2 separate regions of the Mus musculus genome follow, and region 1 is linked to region 2. Evidence: chromatin contacts called from public Hi-C data. All regions are on one chromosome and are shown on one strand. The core of a region is the stretch at or near the end of the contact, and the rest is flanking DNA. Distances in the headings are between cores, read along the strand shown. Region 1 has its middle 81 kb from the start of 4930595L18Rik. Region 2 holds the start of 4930595L18Rik (a long non-coding RNA gene).

Region 1 (4,667 bases), core at 477-2,976, 81 kb after region 2:
TAGTTAGCACTTACATAAAGAGCTTTTTTTAATCTTCAGAAAGCTTGTAAATCTAAAATAATTTTTACATCCCTGTGAGGCGAGTCAGAAACTCTTGAATTCCCAGTTTTAAGAAAAAGAGACTGAGGAAGGAAACTGGGGTTGAGCTGGAAATATCAAAGATGGAGGCCCTAAAGAGACCACTGTTCTTCATTTGCCTGGGCAGAGGCGCTTCCATCTTCCCGCACAGTTCCCTGTGTACATGAGAGGAAACATCTAGCCCTGTAATAACTGCAGAGGTTAGGAGCTGTAATTAAAACTACATAAAATTAATTGATGGACTTAGAAAGATTTATGCACCTTGAAATAAAAGTACTTTCAAGTACTTTAGATTTATATCTCAGACTTGTCAATTTGGTGCGTGGGTGTGTCCGTTTTTTTTTTTTTTTTTAAATGAGGTGAGGATGTAATTATTCAAGTGCAGAGATGCTTCAGGTTGCTCTGAACACGTTCGCTCGTGGCTTACACCCAGCAGGATACAAGTGGCCCCCTTGGACCACTCCATCCTCAGGCTCTGCCCTGAGTCCTGATCACGGCTTTAAAAATGACTGGTTTATCTGTAAAGAACCTGGACGGTTCTGCAGAGCCCGTACCATAGGGATTTACTAATTGCCCTGCCATTTCCCAATACAAGAAAGGGTTGCATCTTTGTGATTGTCCTTGTTTTTAGGGATTCATCCAGCACTCAAATAAGATTGCACTCCCAAAAATAAGAAAAGATGTGGATGCAGGGCAGATGAGAAAGTCGCACACGACCTCCTTGGGAAGCCTTGAAAACAGCAAAATAGGGGAGGGCTCAGATACTGAGCCATACTGAGCCAGGGCAAGCTAATCAACCATCTAAGCAGATAGCATTCCCTAGCTATCCTCTGCCTTGGATTCCATTGCTTCTAATGAACACCCTTACTCATTTTTCTAGCCAGGATAAGGGAGGGCTTGGAATTTTAAATGTTTTCTGTATCATGGTCTCTTCAGAAAACTCCCAACATCACTACCTGAAACGATGAATCTCTTATGCTACCGCAGCTTCCAAATTTCTAAAAAGGATACTTAAAACCGTTTAGCTCTTTCAAAAAATACTCTTTATCCTCTATCTTTCTTACCATGAAATCAAACTCACATGTGTGTAAATGCGCCTACTCGGATCATTTCAAGATCTATATATTATCATGATAAATGTATGTAATTAGTAATGATGTAGAAATTTAAAAAAAGAAAAATCCTTACCCCTCCCCCCAATTAAGCAACACACTTTGCAGATGGAACCAGGTGGCTCCGATGTGTCTGGTATTTCCGGTGAGGCAGCGCTGGGATTGCGAGTACAGGAGCAATCATGCCTTACTAAAAGAGGGAGCTATCTTCACAGCTCCATCTGCATAATTGATCCCGTATGAAGCGAGCCCGGTAGCCCAGGAGCACTCTGGGGATCCCTTGTTTGTCTCAGCATGTTCAATGTCTGGGAGGCATTACCCATCAAGTCCTGTTCACTCAGCATCCTTCCTCGTGGCTTTTTCTGGGAGCCCCAGGAACCTTCTCCCACTAATGATAAAATAATCAGAAGCATAAAAATGTTTCTTTTGGACAAATTTGACATGTTATAATGGTTGAGTGTTGATGACTCAGAGTCTCCCCGCGCCGCCCCCCTCCATCGCCACCGCTTTATTTAGAGACAGCAGGCAGTGGAAGGAAGCAGACAGCTGCAGAAGTTTCCTACCAAGATGAAAGTCGAGAAATTCTTCCTAAACACGGCTTGGTTATCAATGATGAAACGGGTCTGGATTCTTGGGGCTGTGGCTCACAGAAACACTATTGTCCCCATGCCTCGTCTGAATATTTTAAGGTCACGTTGCAATTCAAAGGCAAGCAGGTGGAAGTCTCAAAAATGAGATGGGGTTTGATTTAAGCTGACTATGTTATTGAGAAAACGCCTCAGTGGTGGTTGGTTTTCATTTTCTGTTTAGCTATTTGTGGTAAATACATAGAAACCGGAATCTTGTCTGGCAGTAGGACCAATCAGACACACTCATGGGTCAAAAACCACTCTTTAGAAGCTTCTAAAAACTGAGTGTGTGTGTGGCGGGGGGGGGGGGGGGGGGAAGGGTAGGGGGGGTAGGTACACGCTTTGGTAAAGTTCTACCAGAGATGCAAAGGTAGAAATGCCTACCAGTAAACAAAGCAATTAAGGTATTTAAAAGATAATTGTGACACATTCATTCACTGTAAGGGAAGTAACTTTGATGTACACAAAATTAAGGGACTCATCTGAAGCCTGAGAAAATTACATTCAATGTATGAAGAAAATCCAACCAAGCATGGGAGGAAGGCGCCCAAGGGGCATTGCTCTCTGTTCCCAGATGCCCGCCTCTGAGAACAGTAGTTGGTTATTGAGGAGTGGAAAACCCTGGGGCTGAGTGGCAGGTACAAAGGCCAGATAATGAAGGACATTATCTGAAACCCAGAAGGTTTAGAATGTTTACATTCCCCCCTGGAGGATATGAAATATCACCAAGAAGAAGAAGAAAAACAAATAAACCAAAGGTAAAACCCCACTTTCCATACGGAAATGCTTCTTAAACAGGGCAGCTTTCTCAGGGATAGGTTTACAGCAAAGAACAGTCAGGGAGCCACTTCTAACTCAGGGGACGATGTCATTTAACAGGGAGAGGAGAAACAGAATCCAGATAGGTGATGGCTGACCATGAATCTGTTAAGCTTGCGAAAATTCTTGGAATATTTGTGCAAAGATGCAAAAGGAGTGGGTCAAAGAAAATAGTCATCGTATGGCTTGAGAACCTACTAGCCCATTGATATAGAAAGATCTAAATGACTTGGGTCTATAGATGTGAGAAACATGGGCGGATTTCATTCACAGGGTAGAAAGGATCAGGTTGAATTAAACTCTGGGCTACAGCACAGTGACAGCACATAATGGAATGGTCCTTTTGAAAAGCCGCAGAACACATAAGCAAATGAAAGCTGGGGTGACCAGTTTGATAACTGGCTTGGTTGTGGTGACCTTTAACAGGTAGCCCAGGAGACTGGCTGAACTGCTGAAGGACTGGCCTTAGAAGCCTGAGGACTGGGGATCAGAACTCCTGTCAAACACAACAACAACAACAACAACAAAGCTGGGTATAGTGGTGCATGCTTGAAACTCTGGTGCTGCAGAAACTGAGACAGGTGGATCGCTGGGGCTTGGGCTACCCAGCCAGCATAGCCAAGTTGCCAAGCTGTAAGCCAAGTAAAAGAGCCTGTCCCATGAAACGAGGAGACAAGAGCCTGAAGAATAACATGTCATGCTGATCTCTGGCCACCACATGTATGCACATATACATGTACAAAACACATACATCTTCCATGCTATAAATATATGAACACTTGTGATCATCAACTGTATCTCATTTTTAAAAAATACTTAAAATGAGCTGAAAAGAGGGCTCAGTGGGTAAGGTACCTACTACACAAGGAAGAGGACGAGAGTTTTCAAGTCCCAGCACAGCCTGTAATCCCAATCTATAGAAGGCAGCGACAGGGTCTCCTAAAAGCAAGCAGGCTAGTTAAGCTAGCTGAATTTGCAAGCTATGGGATCAAATGAGAGACCCCCGCCTCAATATATAAAAGGAAGAGTGATCAAAGAGGGAGAAAATGTCAACCTCTGACCTTTATATACACTCACACACTTGTAACCACGCGCAAGTGAACACACTCATATTTACATGCAAAACCCACATATATGCATGCTACAGGCACACAGGCACGCACAACACTTAAAGCTGTTCCTGACAATAGCATGTCCTAAATTAATGTTTGATCCTAGGTATTATCTTCATCATATTCTTTGATGGAGCTCCATTATAATTACATATTCTGCTCTTCTATCAAAGGACACCCTCCATGAAGCCAGCTAGTATATTTGTTTCACTCTATTGGCAAAATTGTTTTATTTTGGTATAGTTTTAATTTCCAGATAACCACAAAGATATCCCAGATAACTATTGTAAACTTTTCTCATTTCCCTTCTGTATAAAATTAACTCAGTTTCAGAACTAAGAAATTAACACTGATAAAGAGTGTTGGGTTTTGCTGTCGTTAAGGCTTCTTGTTTTGATTTGATTTTTGTTAGAGCATCATCGCACAGCCCAGGTTTGCATAACCCAATCTGACCTTCATCTCTTGATTGATATACCTGTCCCAGCTTCTAGAATGCTGGGATTACAGAGGAGGTGAGACCTAGTAAACAATGTTATTAACTGAGCCAGAAGCCTTATTTAACTATAGTTTTCCTTCAATGTGGGAAATTCCTGCCACCTAACCAAGCTTGCATTTTCTGGAAGTTTAATTACTCAATGTTAACAACAGTCCAAAACCATTATATAGAAAGTTCCAGAAATAGCTAATTCATGAGTATCATAGCATGTGCCTTTCTGAGTCATGTGATGAAGTCTTCTACCATCCTGCTCCATCCTGCCCAAGGCTTGACCCATCCCCCTCTCACTAGTAGCTGCGGGTGCTACTCACTCGTTGGCCACTGAGTTATCCCTTCAGTTATCAGATCTGCTGCCATGGCATCATGACGTTTATTTAAAAAGAAATCTTCATTCCACCTACTGATGTTCCCAAAGCACAAA
Region 2 (4,500 bases), core at 485-2,984:
TTCAACTCTGCCATTGCCTCATAGTACCTAGGAAATATAAATGGCTATGTTCTGATAAAGATTTACTTATCACAACAGGCATCAAGTCGGGTTTGATTTAGTCATCAAAGCTTGGATCCTTTCACCTAGTGACACACATTATTTCTACCATTTGTGGAAGGTGAAACTAAGACATGCAAAGGTTGTTTTACTAACTGAAGGTCTCACAGGTAAGTGGATGATAGTTGGTTCAAGGAAAATTTAAATTTATTCAAGCATGTATCAATGAGACGGGGGAGCTGGAAAATGAACATTTAATTCTTTGTTTTCTATTGGTCATGAAGAATTCCTACCTGAACAGGTTTGAGACTTAACTCACACTCACTTTCATTGATGAGTCTCTATTCTGATTGTAGTCCTTCTGAGTGTGTCACATTCCCTGTGACCCTGCTCTTGGTAGCAGCTAATTGGACAAAGGATGGGAACTTGGTCTATCTGTGCCATTACCAAAAATTTATGACTTGTGGTCTGGTGTGACTTGAAACATATAGTCAGTGGATTCCTTTCTTGGGAACATGATCTTTGAGGAACATGGAAAATTCTCGTTGGAAAGATTGAAAGCGGGAAGGCTATGTGTGTTGGCAGCTCTGTGTGTGTGTGTGTGTGTGTGTGTGTGTGTGTGTGTGTGTGTGTGTGTGTTAGAACCAAATGCTGTAAAGGCATGAGGACGTGAGTTTGCATCTTTAGTACACATATCCAAAGTCAGACGTGGCTATGTATGTCTGCAACCTCAGCATGTTGAAAGGAGTGGGTGTAGTGAGACAGATTTCACCAGACAGACAGCCTAGACAAAACAATAGGCTTCTGTTTCAGTGAGAGACCCTGTCTCAAGTCAGCCAAGCAGAGAGTGGTAAAGTAAAATACTTCATGTCCCCCACTGGCCTCCTCCTGTGGATGTATATTATATATACAAGCACATACATCCACATAATTGTTTACATACAACACAAGTACACACGCACACACATATACACATGCACACACGGAGAGAAGGTGAACGGAAGGAAAGAGGAACCATGTAAGTAGAATTGGATGCATTGCTAAAATTTCAGTTTTCTAGTCCTTGACCCGACTGTATACCTGCTTTGACCTATGCATATATGCGCAGCATCTCTAAATTAGCTCCATCCTTTTAAAAATTATACCCTGAGTGAGATTCTGGGCCTTAAACACAATTTATCTTGATAGGCTACTGAAGTTACACTTATTTGTGGTTATCTACCTATTTAAAGGCACACTTGATTTCTGACTTTATATTTGTTTCTGAGACAAAACAGGGGTAATTCTAAAGCAGGGATTCCCCATTGATTTACTCTTGGGCTCTGTCTAGCCTCTCTTCCCAACCCACTTCCTTAACAGGATTTTCTAGTTCAGTCTTGCAAACTATATTTTCTACTTACTGTCTTCACTTTCATCCCAGGCTTACAGAAACATTTAGTGCACCTGCTACTCTCCCATTCACTAAATTAAGATGTAAATGTGCTCTGGCTAATTAACATAAATGTGTCGCTTATGATGTACCAAGCCTGGTCTGCTCAGCCCACCTGGATTCAAGGCAGCCATGGTGTGTGGGTGCTGAGGCTCAGTCCGTTTTCCTTTCTCTGAAGTTATGGGTGGGGGGCAGGGTAAGCAAGGCAGTAACAGACGCAGCCCAGAACTGTGGGTAGGCTGATGTCCTAGATACACCCTTCCAGAGAAAGGCAGTTGGATTTGTCAAAGAATCCCCAGTGCCTCATGGGTAAATTCCTACATCATTCTCATGCAGCTTCAGACGACCCCCAAAGAACAGAGCAGATCTTCCCATAAGAGCACGACACTGGTGTCTGGTCTCTTTCCTGTCTCATTTCCCATCATTCTTTTTCAGCTTCCAGTGTTACCCCCAAATCAAGTATCCTTATGATACGGCGTCTTGATATTTTAATAGAGTGTTTAATAGGACCACTCTCGGAGCAGTTCCTGCACATTTCCTTATTTTAAAGTTGAGGAAAGTAAGGCCCAGTACCATGAAGTCATGCTTCCAAATCTATGATTCCTAACAGAGATAAAATTAGAATAAAATCCAATGGTTTTTTCATTACAAGGGTCTCAGCTTAGAGCTTTCAAAGCTAAATATAATATTTGACTTTTTCCTCTTTCAAGTATTTTTTTTCAAATGTTATCTATAAAGCCACAGGTTCTGATATGCTTCCGTGCAAGCACCATGTTGGCTTGGGATCATGTGGCACGAGGCTATTGTTACCGTCCCAGAATAGTGTCTGGTGTTTTCAGGGACACAAATGGAGCTTTAATCTGTGATGTTCTTCTACTCGACATATTGTACAGGGCACGAGGCTGAACTCCCGTCGATCCTACCCCATGAGCTTCAGATGACTGTACACCCTACAGGATCCCTCTTCATACATGGAAGCTGTACAATTAGGCACATTAATACCCAAGCTCTCCAAGAGCCTCCCTGCGTCAGATCAATCCAAGCCTTAGCACGGCAGCCAGAAGCATTTTCTTGGAGGCTTCTCCTTGACTGTCACTTATTTTCTCACCAACTGCTGGCCCCACTTCTCTGCCCTGGATCCAACCCCATTATCAGAGACGCCAGGGAAGGCTCTGCAATGAGGTTGTCTGTAAATGAACAACAGAGAGCGGGAAGAGGATACTGTCACACCCAACAGTGTCTGTTAAGTTCTGACACCCAGAGAACTCAGTGCTCTGTGGGGTGTTGTAGCAGCTCAGGAGACACAAGAGACTTCACAGCAGAGAGGTCTCCTGGACTAGCATGTGGAAATTGCATGGTTGTGCTTCCTAGACAGCACGTAAAGATGCTATCGGGCTCATCTGTGTGTGTATGTTCTTGTGTATCATGCGTGTGACACCTTGAGTTTGATAGCAGGTATTATTCTTCGTTCAGACATTCTTTATACTATTTTGTGAGACAAGGTCTCTCACTGAATCTGAGCAAGCTACACTGGCTGGCTAGCAGGTCCCAGGGATCTTCCTGTCTGCCTTGCAGTGCCACCATCCCAGATGTATTCCACTGCTCTCAACAGTTACACAGCTGTTGAAGAGGGAACTCTGGAGCCCTCATGCTCAAATGACAAGCACTTTCCTGCACGTCTCCCCCACACAGGCTCACTTCTTGGGGTGTTTAAAGATGAATTAGGCTCTGGAGAAGGAAAATGGAAGAATGCAGATGCCAACCAGGGAATTCACACATGCACTTTTGTCAACGGTGACCTTTTAGGACTGCCATGGAACTTAATGTTGTTAAACAATCAGTCCTTGTTTTGCTAAAATGTGAGTTGTGAGGCTGATGCCTGGAGCACATTAGTTTATTCTTGGAACACCCCCAGAAGAATCTGACTGTTGTCAACCATCTTACTAGACTCTTCATCAATCCTGGTTTCTCCATGTGGCAATTGATCAAGCAGAGGTGAATCCCATGGGTTTTGTTCCCATTCAATAATACAACCCATTAAATGCATTTCTTAAGTTGCCCTAATAGCTTGGCTTGCTAATGTCCCTTGTCTACAAATATGGGCATTCCTATATGCTACTTCCTGCCTGCAAAACTTAACTTTCTGAATTTTTTTTTCCTAGTCTAGCAATTTCTTCATTTAATTCTTGCCTTAGTTTGTATTTCCCCAGAGCCAAGTCTGAGTCAGGCTTATTAAACCTTGGCAACTGTTGAGAGGTTAGGTTTGGTGAATTTTTAAGGTTGAGGATGCTGAGCATTACAGGATGTGGAACACATGTCTGGGCTCTAGACACTAGATCTACCCACACAACACCCACAGTGTCTCTAGATAGGGCTGAATATAACCGAGAAAAAACCACTGCCCTGAGTCAAGGGTTCAATGACAAGCACAGGGCAGTTGGAGACTGGATTAACAAGCAATGTTGGATGTAAATCATACCAGGGTTCTCCAGAGACATACAACAATAAGATGTGTATATGTGCTTAGGTAGGAGGGACAGATAGATGGATGGGAATAGGGAAGGAAGAGAAGAAAGACGAGATGGAAAAGCCAAGAGAGGATGAGAAAAATGTGAAGGGAGTGGAGAGATTAAAAGTTGATTAATTTTAAGGATTTGACTCAAGGGTAGAGTCTAATATCTACAAGGAAGACTGGCAGGCTGGAGACCCAGGGCAGAGTTAATTTTCATTCCTGGTTTAAAGGGTGACTTTACACTCTCATGGAGACTAAAGCACTCTATGGGATAAGCATTACTCTCTTTCAATGGTAGCATATGACTGGATCACCTTTGTCTAGCCCCATTCTGAATGGTTTTACTGTCTCTCACACGGTGATACTCAAGGCTAAGTTTAGATCAAATAAAGCCTTGTGGGAGAAACACATCAAACCACGGCATGTTGTAGAATCCCCCTCTTCCTTTTTCATGGCTGAACTGTACTCTTCCTCATGTAGAAGATGACATTTTGCCTAGCCATTTGTCAAGTCAGTGGAC

The links. Hi-C and Micro-C count contacts between places; a contact is called where the count stands out from the background.
Region 1: a Hi-C map of CD8 T cells shows a contact between it and region 2, with 2.5 times the contacts expected there. The contact joins the enhancer-like site here to the promoter of 4930595L18Rik in region 2. A contact is called at or near these places in 5 of 39 promoter capture datasets (3T3-L1-derived adipocytes, the HPC-7 cell line, HPC-7-derived erythroid cells and 2 more), 1 of 15 datasets of contacts at CTCF or cohesin (the NIH/3T3 cell line), 6 of 484 Hi-C or Micro-C datasets (the AML12 cell line, CD8 T cells, the N1E-115 cell line and 2 more) and 2 of 115 datasets of contacts at active chromatin or transcription factors (CD8 T cells and epiblast stem cells).

The regions. Positions count from the first base shown.
Region 1 is chr6:98,630,930-98,635,596 of GRCm38.p6, forward strand. No RefSeq gene overlaps it. Among named protein-coding and RNA genes, the nearest start is that of 4930595L18Rik, 81 kb to the left of the region's middle. Within about 2 kb of position 1,727, at least 36 of the 459 cell types and tissues checked have an H3K27ac peak or open chromatin away from gene starts, as enhancers often do. A contact at or near this core is called in CD8 T cells, the HPC-7 cell line and cortical neurons, where this site is marked.
Region 2 is chr6:98,550,370-98,554,869 of GRCm38.p6, forward strand. 4930595L18Rik (a long non-coding RNA gene) reads right to left here and starts at 1,735. Exons shown (of 3, transcript XR_869302.2): 1 at 1,584-1,735.